Regions from separate parts of the Mus musculus genome. Here regions 1 and 2 are each linked to region 3. A link is a contact called in public ChIA-PET and promoter capture Hi-C data. All regions are on one chromosome and are shown on one strand. Each heading gives the region's core, a stretch centred on a gene start, on an enhancer-like site or on the middle of the called end of the contact. The rest is flanking DNA. Distances are from core to core; before and after follow the strand shown.

Region 1 (2,700 bases), core at 171-2,670, 190 kb after region 3:
GGCAGTGTGCAGGCAGATATGGTGACGGAGAAGGAGCTAAGAGTTCTGTATCTTGGTTCGTATGCAGTAGAAGGAGACTGTGTCCAATAGGCAGCCAGGAGGAGGCTAGAATTCTACAATGGGCAGTGCTTAAGCCTACGAGACCTTGAAGTCTACCTGAATAGTGACACAAGCCCTCCAACAAGGTCACACCTTCTAGTAATGCCATTACTCATGGGCCAAGAATTCATACACATTAGTCTATGGTGTGGGGGTTGGGGGAGCAAACCTATTCAAACCACAACAAATTAATTAATTTAAACACTAGTTAATCAAATAATCTAATTAAAAATGGCTATAATAGTAAAGAGAGTTCTACAAAAGAAGAAATATAAATGTCAAGGAGTCACTTCAAGAAGTGTCCAGCATCCTAACTATCCCAAAAAAATATAGATTTAGATTATTTTACAATTCTGTTTCATCTTAGTTACAATGGCTATCACTGTAAATACAAATGTTGTGAAGAAAAAGGAATTAATTATTTTACACTGTTGGTGGAAGTATAAGTGGTTGAAGCTGCTGTGGAAATCTATCTGGAGGTTTCTCAAGAAGTTAAAAAAAAAGTGTGTGTGTGTTTGGGGGGACTAGAATTACAATTACCATAGGAACCAGCTGTACTACTTCTAGGTATAACTCCAAAGGATGTTCTAGCAAACTGTAGAGATACCTGCCTATATACCTTTTCAGTTCAATGGATGGAACTGGGCCAGGCAACATAATCCAGACCCAAAAGTACAAGTGCTTCCCTTTCTCTTCCGGGTGCAGATCTTAGTTTTACCTCTTTAGTTCTGTTTGTTTATGTTGGAGTGCCTTGGGAAGCCAGGAGAAGGAAAGGGATGTGTTAGGCTGGCTTGCTCTAAATGAAAGGGATAGCAAAAGCAAAAGGCAGAGGGGGAAACACTGGGCATGAAAGCAGGTTTAAGGTGGGAGTCATGTAGTGGATGTCATGGTAAGACGGGAGGGCAGAGAAAATTAGCCTAATAAAGGATGTGTTTAAAAAAAAAAGCCATATGAAAGCTTACTACTTGTAACCCAAATGAAAAACAGAGACGACAGAAGAACAAGTTATCATGCACAGACAGGCAATTCTCGTAGACACAGTGGGTTGACTAAACACATTCCCACTTGGGATACATTTATAGGAGTTGTTCATGGAGATCCCCGAGGGCACTCAAACTACACAAGTTCTTGGCAGCCCTCTTGGTTCCTTACCCCAACTAGAGTGTAAGATCCTATTACTGAGCACACCACAACAGATATAAAGAAAATAAGCTGACACTGAGCTGAAAACTTCCTGGCTGTTGTTTAGCATTCAAAGTACTGAAATGTGCTATGCAGGCTAGAGGGGGAGAAATGGTTCTACTCTCTTACCCAACCGTGAAACCTGTGAACCACAAAGCCAGTCTGATAGGAAAGATATAACCACCCGTACAATAGGGTGACTATTGGAGTTAACAAACCACCTTACGTTGGTTTTAATGCTCATTCCATGGGAGGAAATCCATGTATGATATTGTAGTATGTTAACAGCGCATTCCTAGAGAAGTGATGGGTTCAAGAGAGGGAATGTACTACTACTGTTTAACTAAATTAACACAGCATCAAACTGCCTTCTGAATACCCGTGTTTATACACACAGGCAAACGCTACTCTTAGCTCAATCAGACAATTCTCTTCTTGCAGTGAATACAGATGTCTGAATACTCAAGGTGCTAAGAGTAAGTGATGATTGAAGGCTCAGCCCTGGACAAGACATTTACATTATCTCCTAAAGCACTCAGGGAAAACTGTAGAAGAGGGGATAGAAATGAGAGAAGAGCTGGGAGGTGTGGTGAATGGCTGAGAAATGCCATCCTCTGGATTCTATAGAACAAATGCAATCATGAACGCTGACCTACTGTGGGTACTGTCACTGGGCTCACAGCAAACTGGTCCTGTTCAAAACTAGTCATGGTTGAAGGACGAACTCATGGGGAATGTACCCATTACAACTGAACTACTGATTATTAGTAGATTCTGGAAGAGGGAAACTCCTTGTCTTTAGTTGTATATCCATTGCTGAGCCCATGAAGCTCCAACAGATAGCTTCATATATACAACCCTTGCTAAACTAAATGGGAGAAAACAAAATGAACAGATATGGGTGTCAAGAAAAGATTTGTAGAGGAGAGGGAGAGAGGAGAGATATGAGGGGGGTAGGGTGGGACTAAGAAGATAGGAGAGGGTCTGGGGTGAAAGTATTCGGTATGTATAATATCCATGAAGAAAATTGTCAAAGAACAAATTGAAGTAACAGTAAGAGATTCAGGGAAAGGCTGGAAGAAGCTGAGGAGGAGGGCAACCCTGTAGGAGGACCAACAGCCTCAACTAACCTGGGTCCCTGAGATCTCTCAGACACTGGGCCACCAACCAGGCAGCATACACCAGCTGATATGAGGCCCCCAACACATATACAGCAGAGGACTGCCGGGTTTGGACTCATAGAAGATACACCTAACCCTCAGGAGACTTAGGGCCCCAGTGAGTGGGGTTGTCTGGTGGGGTGGGGTTGGAGGGATGGGGGGACATCCTTGTGGAGATGGGAGGAGGAGGTATGGGATGTGGAACAGTTAGAGGTGGACTGGGAGGGGGGTTAAAACTGGACTGTAAAAAAAGATTAAA
Region 2 (2,700 bases), core at 39-2,538, 230 kb after region 3:
ACCGTGCAAACACATTTCTCTCTGGTTAGTTTTGTTTTGCAACCCACTGAGATGAACCAGGCTGTCTCTGTGACCTCGTGTTTGGAGCTCTCTGTTGGCAGCTAAGAAGGTGTTGGCATTCTATCTAAACTCCACCCCACAATTACTTGGCAATAGCCAGGTATGCTCCTCCCCACAGTTACCTGGCAATAGCCAGGTAGGCCTGACCCACTATAAAAGGGGCTGCTTGCCCGCTCCTCTCTCTCTTGACTCTTATTCCCTCTTGCTCCCCCACTCTCCCCATTCCCTTCCCCCTCTCTCCCCGTGGTCAAGGCCAGCCTCTCTCTCTCTCTCTCTCTCTCTCTCTCATTCTCTCTGCCTTTCTCTGCCTCTACTACTCTCTTAACTCCCCTCTCCATGCCCTAAATAAACTCTATTCTATACTATACCGTGGTGTGGCTGGTCCCTCAGGGGGAAGGGATGCCTTGGCATGGGCCCACCGAGGCACCCCCTTACCCCATGCCTTACCACAGCTCCCATAGAACATATCTTATACACCTTTATCTTTTTATAAACACATCAGAAGGTACTGAACTAAATCAGTGATTCCTTCTTTCCTAGAATCTATTGATAGCCAATGGTTCCCTGTAAATAGCCTGGCATCTCATGATACTGATGGGAAAAAAAAAACAAAAAACAATAATGATATGTTGATCTTTGGAAAGGTATTTACATTTCTGAGCACTATTTTCAACAGGTAACAAATGGTCTGAATGCTTTCTTACACTCTCTCTTCAAAATCTAAAACCAAGTTTCCCTCCACAAAACTGACAAGAAAAGTCATTTCTTAGACTACTAATTCAAACATGTAAAGAAATTGTAAATAAGCAACATTCCTAGCAATGAGTGCATTTCTCATTGGAGCAATAGGCTCCCTGAAAGATGGTGTCGATGCAAAACATTTAACTGTATGCTACCTAAATAAATACAACTAGAGAAATAATGCCGGACATGGGAGATCCCATACTTGCAGATGTTGACCATTTCTTCTGATGGGTCAGTGCTATTTCAGACACAGGTACTTCGACAAAGATGGGTTTCCCCTAAAGAGATGTTTTTAGATTAGCAGAGGGTCCGAGGCAGCTATGGAGAGAAACTGGGAAATCACTGATGACTCTCTTTCCATATCTTACCGGGTTTGTTTCGGTGAAGAGAGACATTGCTGATGGGGTTTCTTGATGGCAGAGGCATCCAGCATCAGTGTGATCCAGGTGTAGGTGAAGGAGACCAACCAAACAGCCAGGACCATGTCTTCCAGGAGGAAGGAAGGCAGGGATGTGCCACCAACACAGCTAGTGAAATGTCCTGACCATGTGTCTTTCAAAAAATAGATATCAGGTCACGAAAATGAATAAGAAGAGACAAGCAGACGTTGCCCTCAATGCTGCTTGTTGTTTCATAGATAAGTAGATTGGCATCACTCACAGGCTGTGTCTGTCTGCCTCATTGGCAATGTAAAGAAAACAAGGCAACACCTTCCGTTTGCCCTCTTCCCAGGGACAGTTCTTGGTCGCATGCTTGATTCCCCACTCAATAAACTCTCAGCTGCTGCCCTCAGCAGACAAAGAAGCTAGGTTAGGCTCTAATCCTCTTAATCCGGTGCAATATAATTTGAATATATGTAATGACTCTGTAAAATAATATGCTTAATGAGAGGAAGATGATTAATTTAATCTTAATTACACACTGCAAGACCTTTCCCTTTATCTCACAGCTTCATTTAATCCCGAAAGGAATCATCTCCTCTCCTCCAACACACAGGCCTCTCTGCACAATAGAAATTCACATTACTATCATTTTCAAGTAAACATCAACATTTTATGATGATGGTTTATTCATAACGAAAGTAATTCAATTTAAGGTTAAATAAAGTAAGCAACCTCTAAATGAAATGTTACTGTACTGGATGATGCACCAGACATTAACCTGTCAGTGTTAAGTTAGGGCCATCCATGCTCCTAATGCATGCTGCCTGCATACAGACAGTAGAAATTCTGGCTGCTAATATTCCCTGTATGTCTTAGTTAGGACTTCCATTACTGTGATGAAATGTTGTGGCCAAAAGCAATTTGGAGAGGAGAGGACTTACTTCATCTTACAGCTCTCACTCTCTAGTCCATCATTAAGGCAAGTCAGGCCAGGAACTCAAGCAAGACCCTGGAGGCAGGACTGGAGCCGAGATGATGGAAGACCACTGCGTACCACCGGCTTGCTCCTCAAGGCTTGCTCAGTTTGTTTTCTTATAATGCTAGTACCACTGGCCCAGGGCAACACCACTCACAATGGGCTGGGCTCTCTCACTTCAACCAATCATTAACCAAGAAAATGCCACAGAGGCTTGCCTACAGGCCAATCTCATGTTGGTATTTTCTCAATTGGGGTTCCTTTCTCCCAGTCCTGGGATTTGAACTCAGGACCTTCAGAAGAGCAGTCAGTGCTCTTAACCGCTGAGCCATCTCTCCAGCCCATGGAGGTATTTTCTCAATTGTGGTTCCTTTCTCCCAGATGATCCCAGCTTATGTCAAGAAGGCAGACAGCTAGGCTGCATACAGCGTGGATGTAAATGTCACGGAATGGATATCCAGTGACATTAACTTTCTCCAACTGAGGTATTAAAAGATGAGCAGTATAGAGACAATTAGAGTTTGAGAGGATCTGCAG
Region 3 (2,808 bases), core at 227-2,726:
CAGAGACATAAGCTCTATTCTATGTCTAGAGAGAAAATATTATATAAGCAAATAAGCATCCAAGTTTTGTCAAAGTGAGCCAAAGAGAAGCGGTTTAATAGTTCCTGGTAAATTAGGAACCCCTGCATTTGGGGCCAGAAGTTAAAGGACAACCACATCAGGAACTGAGCTGATTTTCTTTGAGTAATAAAAAATTCACAACGAAGGAAGCTTATCTATTGAACACGTGCTATCTATTGGTCAGACATGCATACTTTTTTCTTTCCTTTGTCCTCAAAACCACTAGATTAGATACATTTTTGAAGACAAAGATGAAATATACACAAAGGGTAATTTTACTAGACCACAGAGTATAGTATATTTCCATTTTCTGTTTTAACAAGGGCATTTATGTTACTACCTTTGGATGTACAAACTATAGAAGTTTTGTTCACTCAGTCTGGTTTTTGCCTTACAAGAGTCAGGAGACCAGAACTAGACCTTACTCCACATTAGGAGTACTAAGGAATTTGGAAAGGCACCAGAAAAGCACTCTACCGCAGTGCATATACCAGTGTCTTAACCACTATCTCTTTGATGGAATTCCTTTCAGTTTCTTCACCCTACTCCAAGTCCAAATAATCGGCCAGCTTCCTTAACGGGCAGAAAAACAAGTATGGTAGTTGAACATACTAACTGGTAAAACCAGTAAAGTAACATCCCACATTTATGCTAACAAGTGATATGAAGAGATGAAACTTTTCAAATACAAGTTTGTCATGCAGTCATTCATTGAGGAGTAGGATGGGGGAAATGGCTAGTTTGAAGTCAAAAAAAAAAAAAAAAAGTAAAAATAAATAAAATAAAATGTAGATCTTTAATTGTTGCATCTGTAGCCTGTCTGTTGGGAACAATGCAAATGGGCGGGAAAGTGTCTATCTAAAAAACTTTCAATTAGCACAAATTATTTCTATTGCTATAAACTCCAAGTGATTTTAAGAACGGTAACTATCAAACTCTCTGATCCACAAACTCATGTCTGGTGTTAGTTAATATCCGGGACAACAGACAGCTAAGAACTAGGGACAGGGTCACACTTCCTTTGCCAAATAATGTTTCTGTTTTTAAATACTGACTGGTTTTGACCAGTTTCCCTCTCCTGCCTGTACTTACAACTGTATTCTGCAGAGCTCGCTCGCTCGCTCTCAGGCCTAGCTGAGCCTAGGAAAGGCTCTGTGTAATGGGAGTAGCATATCTAAGTAGATCCTTTCCCTGCCTCACGCCGCCCACGACGAGGGCGGTCAAGCCAAAACATTGCCACCCACAGATATGGCAGTCCGGCCAAAAGCGCTAACCAGAACCCCGGAGGCCAGCAACCAGCGATGCGCGCGCAGCTAAGGCCGCCCCGCACGCCTCCCGGCAGGCTGTGCGCGCGCCTCCAGCTCCCTTGCGTCCCAGCAGCACGGGAGCTACCACTCGGCTCCCAATGCAGTGGCGGCTCCCCGTGTCTTCCGTGCTCACACTCTCGCTAACAGAGTTCCTCTGCGGGAATCAGGCCATTAATTTTTTTACCCAGAGCTCTCCAGCCGCAGAAAGGAGAACCTGTGGGCGGACACCTACGACGCCCGGGTGGGCGTGGCTTTGGGACCGGAAGAAGCTCCCGTTGCCAAGGGAACGCCGCGCGCCGGGGCGCCTGCTCAGCCACTGATGCTCGCATCCTGGGTGAACCGGCTGTTTCTCCCAACTTGTAGAAGGGGCTGTGCTTGGGACAAGGGAACCTTCCTACGGAGGCATAGAGAGGAAGGCTGAGGCTCCGGGGAAGATCCCACCGCGGAAACGGGTACAAGAGTGCGTCCTTTCCTGTCCTTGTCAGCCCCTTGGCCTTTGGATTGGCGTCAAAGATCAGGTACCTCCATCCGCACCCCGCTTTTTCTCTCTCTTCACCATCATCTGTGTGTTCTCTTTCAGCTCTGTTGGGTATGATTTTTCACGCCATCAGCTTCACCCTTGATAACATGAACACGACCTTTCCACGGTGTCTGTAGCGCTGTGGAACCGGCGGCAGGATCCACTAGTTCAAAAAGTTCCCGCTACCTGTTCGCAGCCATTTCCACCCTGGTAGACAGAGAATACCCGCTCCCTGTCCGATTTAGAATTACTCTAAACTATTACCCGTATTTTTGAATCTAAGTGAGTTAGATCATCTCTCATCTGTGAGAGATGGGGAAAAAATTGAGTTTATGTGATGTATACCAAGGAGCTTCGAAAATGTATTGAACTGCTTTGGGCCAATGCTGTTTGCTTGTTTGGTTGACTTTAACGCTGCCCAAGACGGACCTTTTTATATGATGTATGAATAATTTGGTTGAAATTTCATCATCAAATTTTCTAACTTAATAAGATTGTTTTATTGGGGTAGTAAGAATGTTCAACAGCCCACACTACTATCATGTTTAAAGTAGCATTTCTGGCGTTTTTCTCTGTCTCATCTCATCTTTCTCTGCAGCTTAACGCTAAGGTCTTAACATGTGGATAACATGTTAAATCTTCAGTGCTTTTCTGGTAACCACCTAATCCTTTGGAAAGCTGATTCTTCTCAGAAAGCAGCTCAGACACCTAAGTGTTCTTGATTCAAGAACAGGAGTTGTTTCATTTTAGCCAAGTTTACTTTAGCTATCAATTTTGCCAGCGTTATACAATACATACAGTAAGACTTTTTAAGCTGAAGGTATATTTTGTTCCTAATCTAGCGAATATGCTGGGTTTTCTTTTCTTTTTTCTTTTTTTTTATCCTTTAAGGCATAGTTTACGTCAGTATCAACTTTATAC

Evidence for each region. ChIA-PET counts read pairs in DNA pulled down with a chosen protein or histone mark. Capture Hi-C pulls out chosen DNA fragments and counts their contacts.
Region 1: a contact with region 3 is called in an RNA polymerase II ChIA-PET map of effector CD8 T cells, with 12 read pairs. The contact joins the enhancer-like site here to the promoter of Arl6 in region 3. A contact is called at or near these places in 9 of 39 promoter capture datasets (the C10 cell line, the HPC-7 cell line, HPC-7-derived erythroid cells and 6 more), 3 of 484 Hi-C or Micro-C datasets (CD4 T cells, the G1E-ER4 cell line and rod photoreceptor), 11 of 115 datasets of contacts at active chromatin or transcription factors (CD8 T cells, craniofacial prominence, effector CD8 T cells and 5 more) and 4 of 9 other capture datasets (adipose tissue, embryonic stem cells, liver and 1 more).
Region 2: a promoter capture Hi-C map of liver shows a contact between it and region 3. The contact joins the promoter of Gabrr3 here to the promoter of Arl6 in region 3. A contact is called at or near these places in 13 of 39 promoter capture datasets (the 3T3-L1 cell line, 3T3-L1-derived adipocytes, the C10 cell line and 7 more), 8 of 484 Hi-C or Micro-C datasets (the MC38 cell line, bone marrow-derived DN3 thymocytes, bone marrow-derived macrophages and 5 more), 5 of 115 datasets of contacts at active chromatin or transcription factors (CD8 T cells, bone marrow-derived macrophages, fibro-adipogenic progenitors and 2 more) and 5 of 9 other capture datasets (adipose tissue, embryonic stem cells, liver and 2 more).

What each region holds. Positions count from the first base shown.
Region 1 is chr16:59,450,706-59,453,405 of GRCm38.p6, reverse strand. All of the region lies in intron 8 of Gabrr3 (gamma-aminobutyric acid (GABA) receptor, rho 3), which reads right to left. Among named protein-coding and RNA genes, the nearest start is that of 1700022E09Rik, 17 kb to the left of the region's middle. Within about 2 kb of position 1,420, at least 16 of the 459 cell types and tissues checked have an H3K27ac peak or open chromatin away from gene starts, as enhancers often do. A contact at or near this core is called in CD8 T cells, the G1E-ER4 cell line, effector CD8 T cells and 1 more, where this site is marked.
Region 2 is chr16:59,405,970-59,408,669 of GRCm38.p6, reverse strand. Gabrr3 (gamma-aminobutyric acid (GABA) receptor, rho 3) reads right to left here and starts at 1,288. Exons shown (of 9, transcript NM_001081190.1): 1 at 1,173-1,288. The coding sequence starts at 1,288. It overlaps Gm33611 (a long non-coding RNA gene), which reads right to left. Exons shown (of 3, transcript XR_384916.2): 3 at 2,509-2,700.
Region 3 is chr16:59,638,007-59,640,814 of GRCm38.p6, reverse strand. Arl6 (ADP-ribosylation factor-like 6) reads left to right here and starts at 1,476. Exons shown (of 8, transcript NM_019665.3): 1 at 1,476-1,885. The region is part of intron 1 of 4930547E14Rik (RIKEN cDNA 4930547E14 gene); the gene reads right to left.